Linked DNA regions of Mus musculus: region 1 is linked to region 2. A link is a contact called in public promoter capture Hi-C data. All regions are on one chromosome and are shown on one strand. The core of a region is the stretch at or near the end of the contact, and the rest is flanking DNA. Distances in the headings are between cores, read along the strand shown. Region 1 holds the start of Ddt (D-dopachrome tautomerase). Region 2 holds the start of Rab36 (RAB36, member RAS oncogene family).

The links. Promoter capture Hi-C pulls out the DNA fragments that hold promoters and counts their contacts.
Region 1: a contact with region 2 is called in a promoter capture Hi-C map of pre-B cells, with 2.5 times the contacts expected there. The contact joins the promoter of Ddt here to the promoter of Rab36 in region 2. A contact is called at or near these places in 2 of 39 promoter capture datasets (cranial neural crest and pre-B cells).

The regions. Positions count from the first base shown.
Region 1 is chr10:75,771,344-75,775,039 of GRCm38.p6, forward strand. It overlaps Ddt (D-dopachrome tautomerase), which reads right to left and starts at 2,031. Exons shown (of 3, transcript NM_010027.1): 1 at 1,873-2,031; 2 at 1,395-1,570; 3 at 1-163. The coding sequence starts at 1,980. The coding sequence ends at 91. It overlaps Gstt3 (glutathione S-transferase, theta 3), which reads right to left. Exons shown (of 5, transcript NM_133994.3): 5 at 2,779-3,667. The coding sequence ends at 3,470.
Region 2 is chr10:75,035,589-75,039,711 of GRCm38.p6, forward strand. It overlaps Rab36 (RAB36, member RAS oncogene family), which reads left to right and starts at 1,638. Exons shown (of 10, transcript NM_001359272.1): 1 at 1,638-2,932. The coding sequence starts at 2,864.

The DNA.
Region 1 (3,696 bases), core at 781-3,280, 740 kb after region 2:
CCTATCTACCAGGCCACGATTCTGCCGGGAGGGCCTCTCTGGAAGGGCTCTGGCCCGGTTCGAGCAAACACCCTGGGTTCTTTGTTTCCGTCACAGAAATGTCATGACAGTTCCTTTCTTTCCGATCTGCCAAGCCTCCAAGGGGAAGAAGCGGATAACGATCCTTTAGGAGGAAGAAGGAGAGATGTCAACTCCTGCATACACCCCTCATTTGTTAAGGTCCCTGCCAGACAGGCCAGCCCATATCAGCCTGCAGGATATTTTGCCAATCTGCCCACCCCAGCTAATGATCCTTGCACCAAAGACAAGTCAGAAGAAAGGTGATGGCTATACCGGTCCCAGTGCAGACTTAACGCAATGGCTTCAATACCTGTGCTCTGTGCTCAGGTGAGCATGTTAGGCTGCTTACGGGCTAACAAACAGTCCCCCTGCTTCTAACTAACTGCATGCTCCTAAAGGCGTGCCCAGGGTACCAGGCACTTAGTTTTGAACCAAAGCCCAGCTCTAAGTGAGGCGCAGGTTCAAATCTGATTCAAATCTGTGGGAATCAGCAATTGCTCAATCACAGGACTCAGAGGAAGTCCCTGGCGATCGTCTGGCACCAGGGTGGTTGTGCACAGGGCTGACACCCTCAGGTTTCCATCTGTAAAACTGGCCCAATACAGTTATCTATGTCAGGAAGCTACCAAATCTGCCCTGTGCTGTGTGCACGAGCATTACCGTTAAGAAGTATTGTCCCCTCAACTAAAGGACAGCATTTGAGCATCCAACAAAAGCAGCCATTACCAACTTTCCTGAGCCCACTAGGACTCCATTTTGGAAGGCTCTTTCAAACTTATCTCCGTAGTTCTTCACAGGCCCGCTCCAGCCTCAGGAATATGAGACTCTAACTCTGCCTCAGAATGTAAGGATGGGGAGGGGGGAGGGGAGGGTCACCTTGTGGGGGAGGTCTTTTTATCATCCAGCAACTCTCCCGGAGCCTTATCTAGTTCAAAGGTTATCTGCCTCAGGACACAACCAGATTCCCTCGGACCAGCCTGGAAAAGTTCTCCCTTAAAAAACCAGACCCCCTGGTTCAGTGACGGTGAGGAGGCCACTATCACAGTGGTTAAGAGGGTGCCTAAGTAGATTCTCAGTACACACAAGACTACACTGGGGCTTCCCAAACCATCCTTTCTCGGGGCTGTAGAGAGTCGAAGGAATTGAAATCTTGCTAACATTCTGATCACAGACCCACCATTCCAGTGCCTGAGGAGTCCACCTTCGTGGACAAGGACACTGAGTGCTTTCTGGAACCAGCAAATAGTGACACCCCCCCCCCCCCCAACCTCATACAGAGAGACTGAGTCCTGACTCCAGACGCACAAATACGTTCCCTCACTGGCCCTGCATACCGGTCCTGGTCCAGGGACAGCTCCTCGGTGAGGAACTTGAAGAAGCTGGCGCTGTGAGTGCGGTTCTGCTCCGCGGTGCCCACAACCCCGATGGAAGAGACCAGAAGGTGAGCACAAGGCTCTGTGGATTTGTTCATCAACAGGGTCATGCCAGGTCGTATCGTAACGCTCACGCGCTGCAAGGAACACAAAAGTTAAATCCTGAAGCTTGGGCAGGGCATGGCTGGTGTTCAGAAGGGGGCGCGCCAAATTCTTAACGTGGGGGTCCGAGGGCTCCGGGTCTGGGACACTGCCCAGGATCCTTGGGAGTCAGTCACGTCAGGGTCACGCCTGGGAAAGACAACCAGGAAGGGATCTAGGAAGGGAGGATAGGACACGGAAGGTCAGAGGTTACCAGGGGAGTGGGGTCCCTGGGGATGGGAACGGGTCATTGGGAGGTCCGACCCTAGCCCACAAGTTCTCGCCGACCCTCACTCACGTCTTCGGGTTTGTCCAGGATGGTGGCTGTGGCCGCACACAGCCGGTTCTCCAGCCCCGCGGGTATGCGGCTAGCCGGCAAGTTTGTTTCCAACTCAACGAATGGCATGTTAGCGGGAGAAGAGTGGGATCGCCAAACGGTAACTGCACCGGGTGAGCTGTGGGAGCCAGTAGAGGTTCCAGAAAAGGAGCGCGGGGAGGGGCGGGGAGGAGGCGGGGCCAGGGAGGCGGGGCCGGGGAGGGAGAGCACAGCTCTGTTTCTCATTGGCCAGGCAGACTCGGCCCTTCTAGATTGGCTATCAGAGATACGCCTCTTCCGCTGTCACGTGTGCCGGCTCCAAATTACTGGTCCCAGGTTCACTACCTTTGGCCCTCCCAGTCGGCAGGTGGCTCTGTTTTTCCCTCTGAGCGTCCCAGCTAGTTGCCCACAAGGCATACATTTCTATAGGAGACTTAAAGGCTTAAAGTTTCTTAAATGATTGTGATCATTTCAAACTCAGTACGGGAACCGCACTTCTTTTGAACAATCTTGAGACCAAATAGCACGTGAGGTGTGCTTAGGCAAGACCCTAGGACAAGGGCATCTCTCTCTGGTCCCTAAGATACCTGAGTTTGTAAACTCTTCTGTCAGGGATAAATCATTGTCCATTAGAGAGTGGTAGAACTACTTAAAACAAACCAATCTGGCCGGGTGGTTGTGGTGCAAGCCTTTAAAACCAGAACTCTGGAGGCAGAGGTAGGCAGATCTCTTGAGTTCTAGGCCAGCCTGGTCTACAGACTGAGTTCCAGGACAGCCAGAGCTACACAGAGAAACTGTCACACACACACAAACCGAAAAAAGCAATCTGTCCAATTACACATAGGAAAGTGTGCATACTAAAGGATCCAGAAGCAAAACCATTACTCTTCTGTTAACAATGTATTTATTAGGTAAGGCACATAAAAGACGTCTTATGGCACAAGATTAAGTAGCTTGACAGTTTGGAGCCGGAGACAGGTAGAAGGCAGCAGTCAGGGTTAGAATGCTTGGGACAAGAATTTGGAAAGTCAGGACATACCAAGCAACTTCCACTCCCACAAAGGAACCAGCCCTGCACCCCACCTATGGCAGGAAGCAAAGACGCAGAGGACAAAGGTCTTTCACTAGTCAATCCCCGTCTCTTGCATGTATTCAACTGAGAGATCATAGATCCTGCATGCCAAAACTGAGGAAGGGAGGCACCAGGGTTGAGGAGCACAGAGGGTCACGTGGTACCAGATATCAATTATATGTATATGTGTATATACATGTATATACAAATATGGCTTGGAGGATGGGGGAAGGTTCAATGGTTTGTAAAGTTTCAAAGAAAAGGAATATGGCCAGATACGTTTCTCCCAAGTATTTTCCTGGAGCTCTCTCCAGAAGTCAGATAAGAACTGATGTTACAGCACAAGCCAGGTGGGGACACAGAGGGAACACAGGTGATGCAGAGAGGAAATTGCGGACCAGAGACCCTATGTCCTAGTGACAGCCAAAGAGCCAGACAGCCTCATCTCTTCGCTTGCACGGCCCCGAGTTTCCCTTGACCGTCTGTCTCCCAGTTCGAGCTATTCCCTCAGTGTAACAAACACTGCACAGAGAGCTTCAGCTTCTCTTTCAAGGCAGGGTCCATCAAGGGAGGCATATCCTTGGCCTTCAGGACAACTTCATGGGCCTCCTGGAAGAGGCTCTCCCCCACTTCGGCTTCTACTCTCTGACGCCAGGCAGCCAGTTTGGGTCGGCTCTCAAAGATTTTGCAGCCAGCACTGACAGGCTGTGGGGAGAAGGAGTCAGGTAGAGGGG
Region 2 (4,123 bases), core at 388-2,887:
TTGCTACAAGCAGTTTTTAAAAAGACTACAGGGGAGCTCTGTCAGCATGGCGACCATCATCTGTGTCTAACCCACCCTGGCAAATCAACATAGGCCTGTTTCTCATTTTGTTCCAGGAGAAAAACGGGTCTACCAGTCCTGCCCCATCCCCACTCCTTAGCCATAAAAAGCCTTGCCTGCCGATCCTGCACACACCCCGGTCTCCTCTCTATTACTTCTGTGCTACAAGAACTCAAGTCTCCAGCAGCAGCATCCTCACAAGAAACCCTTAACCTTATCGGGGCCCTTTAAAAGCTGAGTAACCTGAGCTTTGGAGATATAGGACCCTTTAAACTTGAGGCCTTAGAAGTGGAACCACTTGCCAGGCCGTGGTGGCATAAGCCTTTAATCAGAGCACTTGGCAGGCTGAAACAGACAGATCTCAGAATCTCTGAGTTCAAGGCCAGTCTGGTCTACAGAGAGAGTTCTAGGACAGCCAGGTTTGTTATACAGAAAAACCCTGTTTCCAATGTGTGTGTGTGTGTGTGATGGTGGTGGTGAGAGATAGCTCAGTGAGTAAGAGCACTTACTGCTCTTCTGAAGATACTGAGTTAAATTCCCAGCACCCACATGGCAGCACAGCTTACAACTGTCTGATGCCGTCTTCTGTACAGATGTACATGCAGACAAAAGTACCCATATACATAAAGTACAGAAAGAAATCAAATCATTCAACAAAGGTCTCAAGCAAAGGCATAAGAATACTTCCTGTTGCATTAAAGACAATTGAAATAGATCTACCAAGGATCCAGTACCACACTTAGAAATCTACCTGCCGCTGTCCTTCACAAAGGGCCTCTCTAGCCCACACTGCCCTAGTTTTATTTTAAGAAAGTGTGAATACCCCCTGGGCTGGGAGTCAGAAAATCTGGGTTCAATTCTATTTCTAACTCGCTAGGCAAATCTTTTTGAATGAGGCTTTTAGTTTTCTTGTCAGAGAGAGAGAGGGAGGGAGGGAGGGAGGGAGGGAGAGAGAGAGAGAGAGAGAGAGAGAGAGAGAGAGAGAGAGAGAGAGAGAGAACAGAGTTGGGAAACCTGAACTTTTCAATTTTGGTAAGAGTTCTGATAAGAGTTATAAGGCCTCTGGAATACATCCTATCCTCCACACCTTGCTTTTCAACAGAAACTAGCTGGAAGGAGCACAGTAACTTGAGTCGCTTTTTAAACATCCATTAACCGAGGAAATTAATTTTTCAGCCTGCACTCCAGAAGCCAGGCACGATTTCCAAAAAGCATTAAATTCAAACGGATGCAGTAAGGCAGATGGTAGGCGTGAGGCGTGTCCTTCCCTTGCAGCAGGGAAGATGCAGGGCTTCAGTGCCATATCATAACTCCTTCTCGGGAGGCCGTCACGACCCGACCCACCAAAGTAGCAAGAGTGAACCTTGAGCCAACCGCACGCTCTGGCCCCGCCTGCTCATCTACGCTTTGGTTGTCATGGTGAGCCCGGGGCGCTGCAGTGGAGTCCGGAAGTCTCTGAGCAAGCAGTGCAAAGCTCGAGGTCCCGGGAGGCTCTCGTTGCTATGGTGATGACTCCGCGAGGGCCTCGTGCCAGCGTTATCGGAGGACTGGAGGAGGGTCCAGACCCCGCCCCCGACGTCGGGATTCGGGAGCTACGAGCCAGTCCCGCGAGGCCACTGTTGCTGTGGTGATTTGCAGCGGCCTGCGCGCCGGAACCTGGTCTTTGCAGCTTGGTGAGTCCTCTCACCCTCCCGGCTGCAGACGCGTCCTGGAGGTTATGGTCCTGAGGCTGTCAAGCCCCCTGCCCTCCACCTACCCCCAAGCCTGAGTGTGGCCTGCAGGCCTGGTCTTCCTCAGTGAGCGTCCATCCTGGGCCAGGCCTCTGCAGGAGCCAGGTCAGAAGAGGACAGCAGATTTAGGAGTGGTGGTGGGGTAGATTCTGGGTGATGTAGGGCAGGGAAAGTGGCTAGAACCTAAATTCACTCAGAGACTCCAACAGACTAAGGGCAAGGGACCCCTCCCTACTCTATTCCATAGCCAGGATTGGGTTTTGTATGTTTGGTTTGGTTTTTGGATTGTTTGTTTTTTTAATACCTCCCACATGCCAAGGAAGTGAATGCAAAGAAGGAGCCCCTCTTCCTAGGCATGGGGTCACCTCCCGACTCGGCAAGATGGGGTATGGGCTGCCCTTCCTCCACTGTGCTGCCTACAGCGTGAATGGCCTCTGCCTAACAATGGTGGTAGGGATGGAGACCCAGATATGTTTTAAGTCACAGGTGCATTTTGAGAACTTGTATGGCTTCCTGGGTCTTGTTAAAAGACAAATATAACAATTTTTGCCCTAATTGACTCTGTGAATGTAGAATTGGGCAACACTTCATCCTGTGAAATAAACTTGAGTGTTGTCTTGTTTTGCTTGGCTCCGTTTGAGTCTCTTGGTGTGACAGGCTCTCAGTGTGTCATGGAAGGACTCCGGAACCCATCACCCTCCTGCCTCTGCTTCCCAAGTGCTGACTGTATAGACCCGTATCACGACTGCACGTGGGTAGGAGTTTGATTTTATAGACAGAAAAAGGAAGGAGAGTAAAAATAGTAAAAAGCAAATTGGTTATTTCAAAGTTACTTCAATTGGAGGATAATTCATGCCAGCTCAGGTTGACTGGTCCCCTTGACTTCCCACAGAAGTCCCAAAGATCTCTTGTTTTGTTGGAAAACTAGCCCATTCAGAATTCTGTTTGATCATGTGACACCTAGCATAATCTGTTCTAGTCCGACCGACTGGGCCATAATGCAGAAACTACGTCTTGCATGTTTTATGTAATACTCTTTACCCCACTGATTGAGTCTGCAGAACACTGGAAGAATGAGGTCCTCTTGGACCCCTTTGGGGCCCCCTGTGAGCCAGGACCGCATCATCACCAGCTTCCCTAAGGTACAGTCATTAGAACACCTTTGTTGTTTTGTTTTGTTTTGTTTTGTTTGGGTCTGGATAGCTTTGATAAAAGATCTCTACTATCCCAGAAGCACCTGGAGTTCACTATGTATTCCAGATGAGCCTTAAAGTTCCAATCCTCCCGCCTCCCTCTCTGAAATGCTGGGGTGACAGGAATGTACCGCTGTTCCCAGCCCTTCTTGTCTTCTTTGCTGATGTAACACCTCAGCCTTAGCCAGCTTGGCTAATTTATGCCTTCATGCCCAGAAGTCAAACAAGTGAGCTGCAGAGGTTGATCTAATTTATTATTTTTTTAACTTATTTATTTATTATATATAAGTAGACTGCAGCTGTCTTCAGACACACCAGAATAGGGCATCAGTTCTTGTTACAGATGGTTGTGAGCCACCATGTGGTTGCTGGGAATTGAACTCAGGACCTCTGGAAGAGCAGCCAGTACTCTTAACGGCTGAGCCACCTCTCCAGCTCAATCTAATTTCTAAGAAGCTAAAAGACTGGGTGTTGAGTTCTTCTAAAGTAGGCTAGTAGTAGCAACAGGTAGCAGCTGTATGGCATGGAGACTGTAAGTCACGCAGTCCTCCGTGTAAAACCCGATGCTGTCATAGCTGTGACCTATGCTCACCCAAGCGCTAGGAGCTGATGATGCACGAAGGTAAAACCTCTAAGCACAGCTCATGGTAAGTGTAAGCTTCCCAAGTCAGGACATTCCTTATTATTCTTATTAGCTCTCTCCATAGGGTGGGAATGTAACTTAGTGGGAAAGCACTGCTTTAGTAGGTAAAAAACTGTGAGTTTTATCCCTAGCACTGTGGGGGTGGGGAGGGGGGAAGATATGAGAGAGAATATATACACAGGGCTTTCTCCATTGTTAGTCTACCTTTGCTTTTTGCTTAAAAGCTCCAATCTGTTTTACAGACTAATATTAATTTCAGTGGAGAATGCCAAGTAACATTTATTGGGGGGCAGAGGAACAGTATTTGCCCATATTACAGACACCCTTGCCCAGTAGGTAGCCACTTCTAGGAATCTGAACTCTATATGTCCTGGCATGAGTGGGGAGTGTGTGAAAGGTCAGGCATTGTAGCCGTTAGTATGAGCAGAAAGTCAGATTCTGGGATAGCATTGGAAATGTAAACGAGGAAAATACCTAATTAAAAAAAAAAAAGGAAA